Linked DNA regions of Anas platyrhynchos: region 2 is linked to region 1. The links are chromatin contacts, called in public Hi-C maps. All regions are on one chromosome and are shown on one strand. Each heading gives the region's core, a stretch centred on a gene start, on an enhancer-like site or on the middle of the called end of the contact. The rest is flanking DNA. Distances are from core to core; before and after follow the strand shown. Region 1 holds the start of MYC (MYC proto-oncogene, bHLH transcription factor). Region 2 has its middle 200 kb from the start of LRATD2.

Region 1 (5,415 bases), core at 1,416-3,915:
TGGCGTATTTATTCCTCACATATAACAGCTATTTTGTCAAAAATGGCCTTTTCACTGGAGATTTATACTTATTGTTTTCATACCTTGCCCTGTGTTCTTTCACAGACGGGGCTTGACTTAAGAAACCAGGGCAAACCACCATGTAAGGTCTGCTGTGGGATGCCCCAGCATTGGCTCCCCAAGGAAAAGCGAATTTAGGGTCTGCGTGAGACCTGAAGAAAACCTATAGAATATTTTAAAGACCGTTTCCTCTGAAGGCTGTATTGTTTCAATAGCACTTTTCTTCCAGTCCTCCTTTCCTGTTTTCCCATTCATATGAGCACGGGGTATTTTAAGAGTCCATCTGCTCACGTTACTTATTCCTCACTTCAAGTCATAATCCTCTGTGATACCGCAGTTAATTGCTCCGCGTGTGATTATATTGCTTCACGAACAGGATTATGATTTTCAACCCTATCAGTACTGGAGTCATTTCAAAATATTTCTGCTGTTACCAGCTCCAGCTGAATTTCGACAGCTTTTACAATTCTGAGGGTAATCACTGCGTTTCGGGCTCTTCGGCTGCTGTTCTTAGATAAAAGCACCCATACCAAGTTTTACACTAATAGCTAGATTAATTTGGATCTTGCACCCTCCTGGCTGACTTCAGGCCTGCCTTGAGTCACGTTATTTCCATTCACATCAGCGAGCTCTACTACACGAGAGTGATGCCTTTAAAAATAGCACGATGTATTTTAAGCCATCTCGGAGCAAGGGTAAACCCAGTTCTTAAAATGTCACTAGGTGAAGCATCCCCGTTATGACTACGCAGCAGCTCTTGCCTCTCGCTTCACTCTTTCTGCGTGGATCCATCCCTCCTTTGCTACCCGACAGCAGAGGCGGGACGGCAGAAAGCGCCCCAAAGTGCACTCGGGGACATTTGCTTGGTGAGGAGTTGGACGGTTGTAGATGTGCTTTGCTGGAAGGCTGCTCAGCAGAAATGGTCGTTTCCCGTTAAAAACAATAAGAGTATATATTGTTAATAAAATAATTAAATAATTCAAATAAAATAATTAAATAAAAAAAATAGTAAAATAGTGAAAATAATATTTTTTTTCTTTTTTCTTTTTTTTCTTTTCTTTCTTTTCTTTTTTTTCCTTTTTTTTTTTTTTTTAATTTTCTTTCTGGGAGGGGGGTGCTGCGGGGGGAGGGAGGGGAGGAGAGAGTCGCAGGTGCCGGAGAGGGGGTGGGGGGTGTTTCGCGCTGCCTCCCGCGGGCTCGGAGCGGCCGGGAGGGGGCGCGATGTCCCCACGGTAGTGGCGGCGGCCGTGGGAAAGCGGGGCCGCCCCCCAGCGCCGGCGGGAGCCTCACAGGGGGTGGGGTGGAGCCCCCCCTCCCCCCCCCGCTTCCATCCCCCTTCCATCCGTCCTTTCCCCCCCCAGCTTCGGTCCTCTCGCCCCGTGGGGCGGCCCCGAGCTTTGCATCCTGCCCTGTGGGTTGTGCTTTAATAAATAAATAAATAAATAAATAAATAAATAAATAAATAAATAAAATAAAAGTGGGGAGGGGGATATATAAATAAATGGGAATAAAAAAATCCCAGCAGGGATGGGATAAGTTGGGGGGGGGGGGGGAAACGGACACTACGTTCCGTGGAGCGGAGAGTAGAGGGGCTTTGCTAGGGAGGTTTAGGGGAATTGAGGGGATTTGGGGAGGGAATAGGGGGTGAGGGCTCAGCACGGGGAAGGGGGGGGGCTCGGGGAAGCCGCAGGTGCGGCGGTGGGAGGGATGGGGGCGTCAGCTAACGGTCCTGGGGGGCCGGGCAGCGAGATGGGGGCGTCCCGTCGGGGGTGGGCACCGGGAGCTGGGGCGGGGGGGGACCCCGGGAAGGGACAGGGAAGGGGCAGGGGGCAGCCGGGGTGTGACAAAACGGGCTGCAAGGTGACCCCCGCGGGCCTGTGCCCCCCCTCTCTTACACCCCTACATCCCCCCTCCCTCCCCCCCCGCAGCCTCCTTTTCTCCCGTTTAATCCTCCCGCAAAGGCGGGATAAGAAAGCGGCGACCCGGGGCGGGGGTGCCCGAGTCGGAGCCCCCCCGATGAGGCTGGGTGCCCACCGAAGCCCCCCTACATGGAGGGGGAGTGTTGGAAAAAGGGGTTGAACCCCCCTCCCCCTTGTGCCCTGTCGGGGAGCGCTGAGCAAGGAGGGAAAAGGCGAGGAGCAGCCTTTTAATCCCTCCTAGTAAATTTTTTTTTTTTTACTATGTTTACTTCCGACCTCTCCTTGCGCAGCTCGTAGTAAGAAGGGTGGAAAAAAAATAAATAATTAAAAAAATAAAAATTAAAAAAAAAATAAAAAATAACCACCGCGGAGCGCTGCATCACCTCCCCCCCCCCCCAGCCCTTCCAAACCTCCCGGCGGAATTAAAGGCTGGGGGATTGTGTGTGTGTGTGGTGGGGGGGACACGCGGAGCTCCTCGGCCGCCCCCTCGCGGTGCCGCGCTCCCCGCCGCCAGGCGCGGAGCTCTGCGCGCCCGCTGCCGAACGGGGGCGCGGGAGGCGTCGGCGCGCACGGCGGGAGCGAGCGGGGGCCCCGCGGTGGTGCCCCCGCCCCCCGCGGCACTTTTACGCCCGCCCCTCGCCGGCTCTTTAAAGCAAGAAAGCAACTAAACTTCTATTGTAGCAGACAGAGCGCGCCGCGCCGCCTTGGACCGTACAATCTGATTCCCCTTCTCTCCGCTGCTCCTTGATTTTTTTTTTTTTTATTTTTTTTTTTCTAAACCTTGGTGGGAGGAAGAGATCTACGTTCTCCCGGCGTTTTGTCCTTTTTTTCCCCGTCCTATCCGGCGGTTCTTTTTATAATTTTATATATATATTATTTTTTTTCCTTATTTTGTTGGTCCCCGCACCGCCCGCAATAATTGCCTCGCTCCGTTTCGCAGCTGGCGCCTTGGAGAAGCCGGTGAGTCGCGGGGCTCCGCTTTTCCCATCACTCGATCCGCCGCGGTAGTGGCTTGGACTGACAGGGCTGCTGACACCGGGGGCCGCCGGGGCTGCGCTCCGAGGACGGGGACACCGGCGGTCCCCCCCGGGGGACGCTCTCCTGCGCCGGGGCACCGGCCTTCCCCATCCTTTCGCTTGCTCTCGGCTCTTCAAATATCTATCTATTTTTTATTTTTTTTTATTTTTTCTCGGGGGAGGGGAAGCATTTGCTTCTCCCGCGTATGCATGGGCAGGTTATGCTTATTGCACATTCTGCCTATATTCATATATATGGGTATATATATATATGGATATATGGATACATATATATATAGATATATATGCATGTATATATATACGTGTGTATATATATATATATCTTTGCGTAGACATATATATTTATTTATATATATATTATATGCGTGTATATGACAAGACCTGGCAAACTTTGCTGAGGTCCCTGCCCGTCCCCGCGCATTGCCCGCACGCCCAGGTGGGTGGCAAGGGGGCAGCCCCCCTGGGTGCTCGAAGCTCCCCGCAGCTCTCCCTTCCCTTCCCGGCTCGGTCCCGGATTCCCGATCCCGGGCTGGCGGAGCTGCTCCGGGAGGGAAGGAAGAGGGCTTCGTGCCGGAGCCGTGCCCCGTGTGAACGCGGCGGCTGCGGAGGGGCGGCGGGAGGGAGCCGAGCCGAGCCGTGCCGCGTCGAGCTGAGCCGTGCCAAACCGTGCAGAACCGAGTAGGGCTGCACAGAGCTGCCGGAGCCCCTCCGGGAGAGCCGCGGGGAGGGTGGTCGGGGCGGCACCGGGAGCTGCCCCCCTCGGTAGATCAAGTCGCGCCTCCGACTTGGGAGAGGGTGAGGGGAGGTCGTACCTTTTTTATTATGATTATCATGGATTTTATTATGATTTTTTTTTAACATTAATTTGAAACCGACCGCGGGTTTTTTTGCCCGTCGGCACGGCGCGGGGAGCCGGGAGGGAGCGCTGCGCGCTGGGGGGCGGTCGCCCCTTTAGGGTCGCGGGGGGAGAGCCGACCCCCAAGGCTCACCCCGGCGTCCCCCTGTCCTCCCCCTCCCGCAGGCACCAGCCGCCGCGATGCCTCTCAGCGCCAGCTTCCCCAGCAAAAACTACGATTACGACTACGACTCGGTGCAGCCCTACTTCTACTTCGAGGAGGAGGAGGAGAACTTCTACCTGGCGGCGCAGCAGAGGGGCAGTGAGCTGCAGCCCCCAGCCCCGTCCGAGGACATCTGGAAGAAGTTTGAGCTCCTGCCCACGCCGCCCCTGTCGCCCAGCCGCCGCTCCAGCCTGGCCGCCGCCTCCTGCTTCCCCTCCACCGCCGACCAGCTGGAGATGGTGACGGAGCTCCTCGGAGGGGACATGGTGAACCAAAGCTTCATCTGCGACCCGGACGACGAGACCTTCGTCAAATCCATCATCATCCAGGACTGCATGTGGAGCGGTTTTTCCGCCGCCGCCAAGCTGGAGAAGGTGGTCTCCGAGAAGCTGGCGTCCTACCAGGCGGCCCGACGGGAGGGGGGTCCCACAGCCCGGCCCGGCCCCACGGGACCCCCCACGGGGGGACCGCCGCCTCCGCCTCCCACCGGCCCCGCGGTATCGTCCGGGCTCTACCTGCACGACCTGGGCACCGCCGCCGCCGACTGCATCGACCCCTCGGTGGTCTTCCCCTACCCGCTCAGCGAGAGAGCCCCCAGGGCCGGGCAGCCCGGTGCCAGCCCCCCGGCACTGCTGGGTGTCGACACGCCACCCACCACCAGCAGCGACTCGGGTGAGTGGGGTCCACGCGTGTTTTTTGGGGGGCAAGAGGGCGGACGCGCACCCCGACCCACTTCTTCTGTTCTCTCTCCCTCCCACTGCGCACGGGTATTTTAAATGCCACGTTAGCGAGGCTCCCTGCGAGTTTAGTTCCTGGAAAAAACAGCCCGGTTTTCCCTCCAGGGGTTGAGGGAGAGGAAAAAAAAAAAAAAGGAAAAAAAAAAAAAAAAAAAGAGGGAGGGAGAAACTTTCATAACGGGGTCAGAGTCGGACTTCGGAGCCGGAGCAGCGTCCAAGTGGAGCTGCTTCCCAGTGACATCTGGGGGCCGGCAAGGAGTTAACCCCAGCCCGAGAGCCGCAGGGAGAATGTGCAGGGAGGTGCTAGTGAAAGTGACTGCGAGGAGTGAATGGGGCTGGGAAAGTTTTAGAAATGCTTCCTTAGGTATTTGACAGCATGTTCCGTCCGCTCGTAAATCTGGTTTGAAAGCGAGTTTCTACTCAAAGCTCTACAGCCTTCACTTTTTTTTCCTTGGATTTTCCACAAATTAACAGATCAAGAGAGATTCTGAATATGTCTCTGAATACACACGTGTGTTAAGTAAGCTCTCTTGAGGCGTGGCCAAAGCCTGCTAAATCCTTAATTAAGGACAGCTTGAGTCTAGGAGCTTCGTTGTGCTTTGCT
Region 2 (5,415 bases), core at 1,488-3,987, 230 kb before region 1:
GACAGTCGGATACTTAGCTCCTGTGGTTTTCTGTGCCTTGTCAAGGTCAGAAGGGCAACAGTCTGTCCCAAGTGGAGGGGAAGAGATACACAGCTTCACAGAGCTGCTTATGAAATGGCATTTCGTGCTCAAGGGTATGGGTGAAATCAGGAGAACAACACCCTTCCCTTCTGCAATGTGCCCATGGGCTTCCGTCAGTTCTCACCAAAAGTCCCTTTATCTTCCTTCCCTTTCCTTGTGCACAAGCAACAGAACACCATGTTTTCCCCCCAGCATCAAGGCTGCCACTGGTGATGCTCAGAACTATTGATTTCAACAGCTCTCAAGAGCTCTTCAAGCCAGCAAGGAATTTTAATCACTTCACAGGGTGGCAGGACCACAAAGGAACAGAGAGGAAAATGGGTTTCCATGTAATTGTGGAAGGAATGGGGAATGCAGAGTTTGAAAAGCAAAATTACAGCCCGAGGCTCTTGTAGGCATTGTTATGCAAATCAACATGAAGGCAGCTAGGATTTCTCCTCCAAGTTCCTAGTGATACCCACAGGCACCAATTTTTAATTAGAAATTATCTGAAATTCTCAGCATGCCCATACGTGCACTAAAACACCTGTGAGAGTCCCCATTCCTCCACTGGGTGTGACAGCGCACAGACCAGTGCCCAGTCCCAACACGGATTCACACCATGGCTAGTAGGAGAAGGGATTTGGAGGATTAAAATTCACTCGCCAAAGGAGTAATAGATTGTATATGAAGATCAAATTTGTGCCATGCAGAACATACTCTTTGAACACAATGGATCTGAAACTAATTTACTGTTCAAGAAAGCAACACTGACATCAATGCCTTTTAAAACATCCAAGAAGCTTGCTCCAGAGAATGGTTAAATTAATCTCATCTTCAACTTTTCTGTGGACATATTGTCCAGGCAGAATGCAGGATGGACAATTGTGTTGCTGCTCCTTGTATCTTCTACTCCACTAAAGATCAGCTCTTGTGATTCCTCTCACAGACAAATAAATATTCCATGATCTTATATCTACCAGCATTTTCATCCCTATCATGTGCTGGAGTATTTAAGGCATGCTGAAACCTGATGGTGCAGACAAATATGTTATAGCTGTAAGCATGTAAATGCTTTCAATGGGTCTTTCAGTACTAAAAGAGTATTTCATCTAAAAACCTCAACCAGGTGAACTCGGTCTCCATCTGACATTAAATTTGCTGATTCCAACACAGCTTGTTCCTGTTCATTCTCACAGAAGCCCTGGGCCCATCCAGGAGACATGACAGAAGGGTGAACCCACAGGCAAAGAAATGATGCTTCAACTCTTTTTTTTTTTTTTTTTTTTTTCCTACGAGACACTTCCCACACTTCCCTCTGGAATATTTTTTTCTGGAACTGAACATGAATTTAAGCCCTCTGGTCCTGCTGTACCTTTTAAGCAGTTTTCCTTGTGAATACCTCATGAGTTTTTATAGCAGAGGAAAAACATGACTGCCACACAGAGGTGCTTCAGCCAGCTTTGAGTTTGAGTTGTGAATTCTTCCCCACACACAGAAAAACAATTGGATGGCAAGTACAGGATTCAAAGTCAGCCTGCTAGTAGAAAAACATAAATCACATAAGGTTGAAGTCATCCTTTATTCACAGTGAGTTGTATCTGATTTGCGATGAAAGGAATGCATTGTACATGGAGTAAAATTGGTAATTAGGGAAGACAGGAAGGCGGAAACTGACTGAGAATTTGGATCAAGATACAAGTTTCTGTATGACATTCCCAATTCCAAAAGTATTTCTAGATACCTAAGCAATACTTGGCCCTCATTATTATTAATTTCAACTCCATTATATCCCCGTAAGGCAAGCAGCATTCAGCTTCCTCTCCGAGATGGCAATTAATCATACTGGATGCATAGTAATTGACCCAGGTAAAGGAACATAACTTATCTATGGGTTTTGGCTTCCTGAAGGTCCTCATGCTGTCCTTCCCTCTGCTTCTTTCCTCTTCCACAAGCAGAGTCAGGGCTGCAGCCTGAGCCATCCGTACTGAAACATCCCAGATACATTTGCAAACTCAGATGCTGCAAGGGAGGCACATTGCAGCTAGCTTTCTGCCATGGTGAGAAGCAGAAACTTCTAGTGCAACACGGTGATGCTCAGCAGCTTGGACACAAGTGCTGGCTGCATGCAGGCAGGAAGCTCCTATAGCTCTCAGCCCATTACACTAATGGAAAATTGCAATTCTTCCAGTCCTATTGCTTTGCTGTGCTTTGCATCTCTTCTTTTCAAAAGTAAACGTTTCTTCATGGACATCATCCTGGCCTGATTAAACCACAGGAATACACAGTGTCTGTTTTCAAAATTCTGTGACTACTAATTAATTTATGTCATCAAACAATTATTTTCTACCTCATTAGTACATGAAATGTGAAGATTGTGTCAGCACTTTTGCTGGCAGTCTTGAGCTCACTAGTTTGTAGTCTTAGCCAGAAAAAAAAAAAAAAAAAAGGAAGGGGGAGATAGGGAAAAGACTCCATTTGACAAGCTGCAATGCATGTTTGAAGCAACAGGTGCTGCAAACTGGTTATTTTCATGTTTTCCTTGGTGTAAGATGACTGAAATACCACCACATGGAAATTTTTCTCAGTCATGATTTGATGACTAATGTATCATGAAAGGGAAGAGTGGGGAAGTGGAACAAAGAATAGTGAGAAGGATTGTTCTAGTGCTCACATACCACAACAGAATGTCATCATGTGCACCTCATGGCCTTATTTCTCAACCTGAACGACAGATCTCACCCAAGGTATTTGGGTCAGGTGACGGGGGTTTCACTTCTCAGATTATAAGACAAGGATCTGAAACAACACTTCACATGGGAAATTGTGGGACACCACAGTCAGGGTAGCAAATATAGGTGGAAATGAAGATTAATTTGAGCTACCAGGTCCAACAAGGCCTTGCCAACAACCACATACTTACCTGCTTGCTTCACAAAGGCCCTCAGCACGTTCAAGGAAGTTTCCCATGATCACTGTTTATAAAAATAGCAAACAGATGTGGTGATCAGCTAGCAGTACATGAGTAGGAGTCAGAACTCTCTTGTCCTTGACTGTTTGCTGTCTTTCAGTATGCTAGTTGTTCATCTGATTATTTTTTTCTGGCATTCCTTCAGCCCCCAGGTATTTTATTTTTTTTTTGTATTTTATTTTATATTTATTTTCTAGTTAAGCTGTGTTAGGATCAGTGTTTCTTCAGTTTTTAATTCTGAAGAAGCACTGTTTATTGGTAATACTGACTTTTTAGTCAGTGCAGTGCAGAATTTTGCAATGAATATAAACTATTAGGAAATATTAAAAACAAAAATCTATAAGGGACATCTGTTTGTCAAACAATTTGAAACATTTGCGCCATGAGACAATTTTTATTCTTCTTGAGGTTTTCTGCTGCATATGGGATGAATAGTTTTAGTACAAATTCCCACTGCCGTATTTTGACAATCATTCTTGTTGGACTGAATCTTTCTTTAACTAGTTATAGGACTAGAGGGAACGGCCTCAAGTTGCACCAGGGGAGGTTCAGGCTGGAAATGAGGAGACATTTCTTGTCAGAAAGAGCAGTCAGGCACTGGGACGGGTTCCCAGGGAGGTGGTAGAGTCACTGTCCCTGGGGGTGTTTATGGAAATGTTGGACCTGATGCTTAGGGATATGGTAAAGAGGGTGATATTGTTGGTTGGAGAAAGTTGGACCAGATGATCCTGAAGGTCTTCTCCAATCTTAATAATTCTATAATTTCAACTGCTGAAGATGCTTCAATCACAGAAGATAAAGCCTATCCAGGAAAGGAAAACAAGTACAACATACTCAAACTATTTTTCTCTTTAATCATCTCAGAAAAAATACAGGATTGATAACTTTGTCACTAGAGTTTTTCCAATCTCAGCGACAAAAGTACAGCTGACATGCTCTGGAGCTGGTCCTTCTTCAAGCAGAAAGTTGAATAGATAATATCCATAGTTACTTCCAATAAACCTTTTAAGGTTACAGAAATGTTTATGTGGTATTGAAGAAACATTTCTCCACATTTTAGTCCACTTACTGCTTTGTTTTTTTTTCCCTGATTTGGATTTTTTTTTTTTAAGGCATATTAGAATTCATAGCAGAATTTCTGAGTTTCTAACACAACTACTTAGATGGTATATAGAAGTGTGACTTGTTTTAAATGACCTCTTAATGACCATGCCCAGTGGCTAAGGATTCCAGTGAAAATATCAGTTTGAGGGGAAAGAAGGTCATGAGTTCAAGACAGCAGATAGGACCCAGGAGAACTGCCTTTGCCACAATCTCAGTAGTTCTATTAGATTTACTCGTACTTTATATATACACTGTGCTGCTGAAGAATAAGAAAGGAGACTAGATAAATAACATAAATAATGCCTAAAATGAGTGACGTGAACACTCCTCAACATTACATTAAAAGATATCAGAACATTTCCATTCAAATGAAATGTCTTCAAGTACTCATTGAAGACAAAACACTACAGAGGGATTTCCAACGTATGAGGCCATTATTAGAGCTCAGGACTTTCTAGTCATGCCTGACCTGGGGGAAAACTAAGTAAATAAAATAAAATACATATATTTTCCCCGATGATTTTGGGAACATTTCCTTTTTAAAAAGTTTTCCAATCTTTTTTTTTTTTTTTTTCCTAATATCAGTGCCAAATAAATAAATTTTGAAGCTTGATAACTGGCACACAATAGAATGCACAGTGTCAAAAAAAATAATAATTCTGAAGTTAAAAATATCAAGTTTTCTTAATTACCTACACATGAAAATTCCCCTGGTTTAGCAGCTTAATATCTAGAGAGATGTGAAACTCAGCAGTTTCAGTTCACAGAACATAATGAAAACATTCTTAGATTTTGATTTGCATGGGGTCACATTTACAAAGCTTCTCTAGAGTTTCATATTCAAAGAAATTAGACACTCAGGTATCAAATCAAGGGTAAAATATTGGCTCCACTTAACCCAGGGGTAGTTTTGAAACTAATCGTTTTGTTGGCTGAAATTCACTGAAACTGGTCTTGTACTTTGGTGAATTTCCCTTCAAGTCTTTTGATGTTAGTGTTGAAATGTCAAGTAATCAACCTTATAGACAAGTCCACTAGAATTTAACTATAGTGAAATTAATAATTAAAACAAGAAATAAAAAAGCTGACAGTAAAAAATGACATAAAATCTAAGGAACTGTAATAGAAAATTGTAACATGTCTCCACAGTTTATGAGTTTGCTCATTAAGCTCCACAGCAGAGATAAACTTCTCTATTAAATTCTATTGTAGGACTTTAAAGAAAATCTATATTATTTTATCACACTGTTGGTTAGGTGTTCATGGCAAGATCAGGACAT

The links. A called contact is a pair of places that touch in the nucleus more often than the background predicts.
Region 2: a Hi-C map of skeletal muscle shows a contact between it and region 1, with 2.8 times the contacts expected there. The contact joins the enhancer-like site here to the promoter of MYC in region 1. A contact is called at or near these places in 3 of 8 Hi-C or Micro-C datasets (liver, skeletal muscle and subcutaneous adipose tissue).

Annotation. Positions count from the first base shown.
Region 1 is chr2:10,332,458-10,337,872 of IASCAAS_PekinDuck_T2T, reverse strand. MYC (MYC proto-oncogene, bHLH transcription factor) reads left to right here and starts at 2,665. Exons shown (of 3, transcript XM_038175084.2): 1 at 2,665-2,939; 2 at 4,038-4,746. The coding sequence starts at 4,053.
Region 2 is chr2:10,563,318-10,568,732 of IASCAAS_PekinDuck_T2T, reverse strand. No RefSeq gene overlaps it. Among named protein-coding and RNA genes, the nearest start is that of LRATD2, 200 kb to the left of the region's middle. Within about 2 kb of position 2,737, at least 2 of the 8 cell types and tissues checked have an H3K27ac peak or open chromatin away from gene starts, as enhancers often do.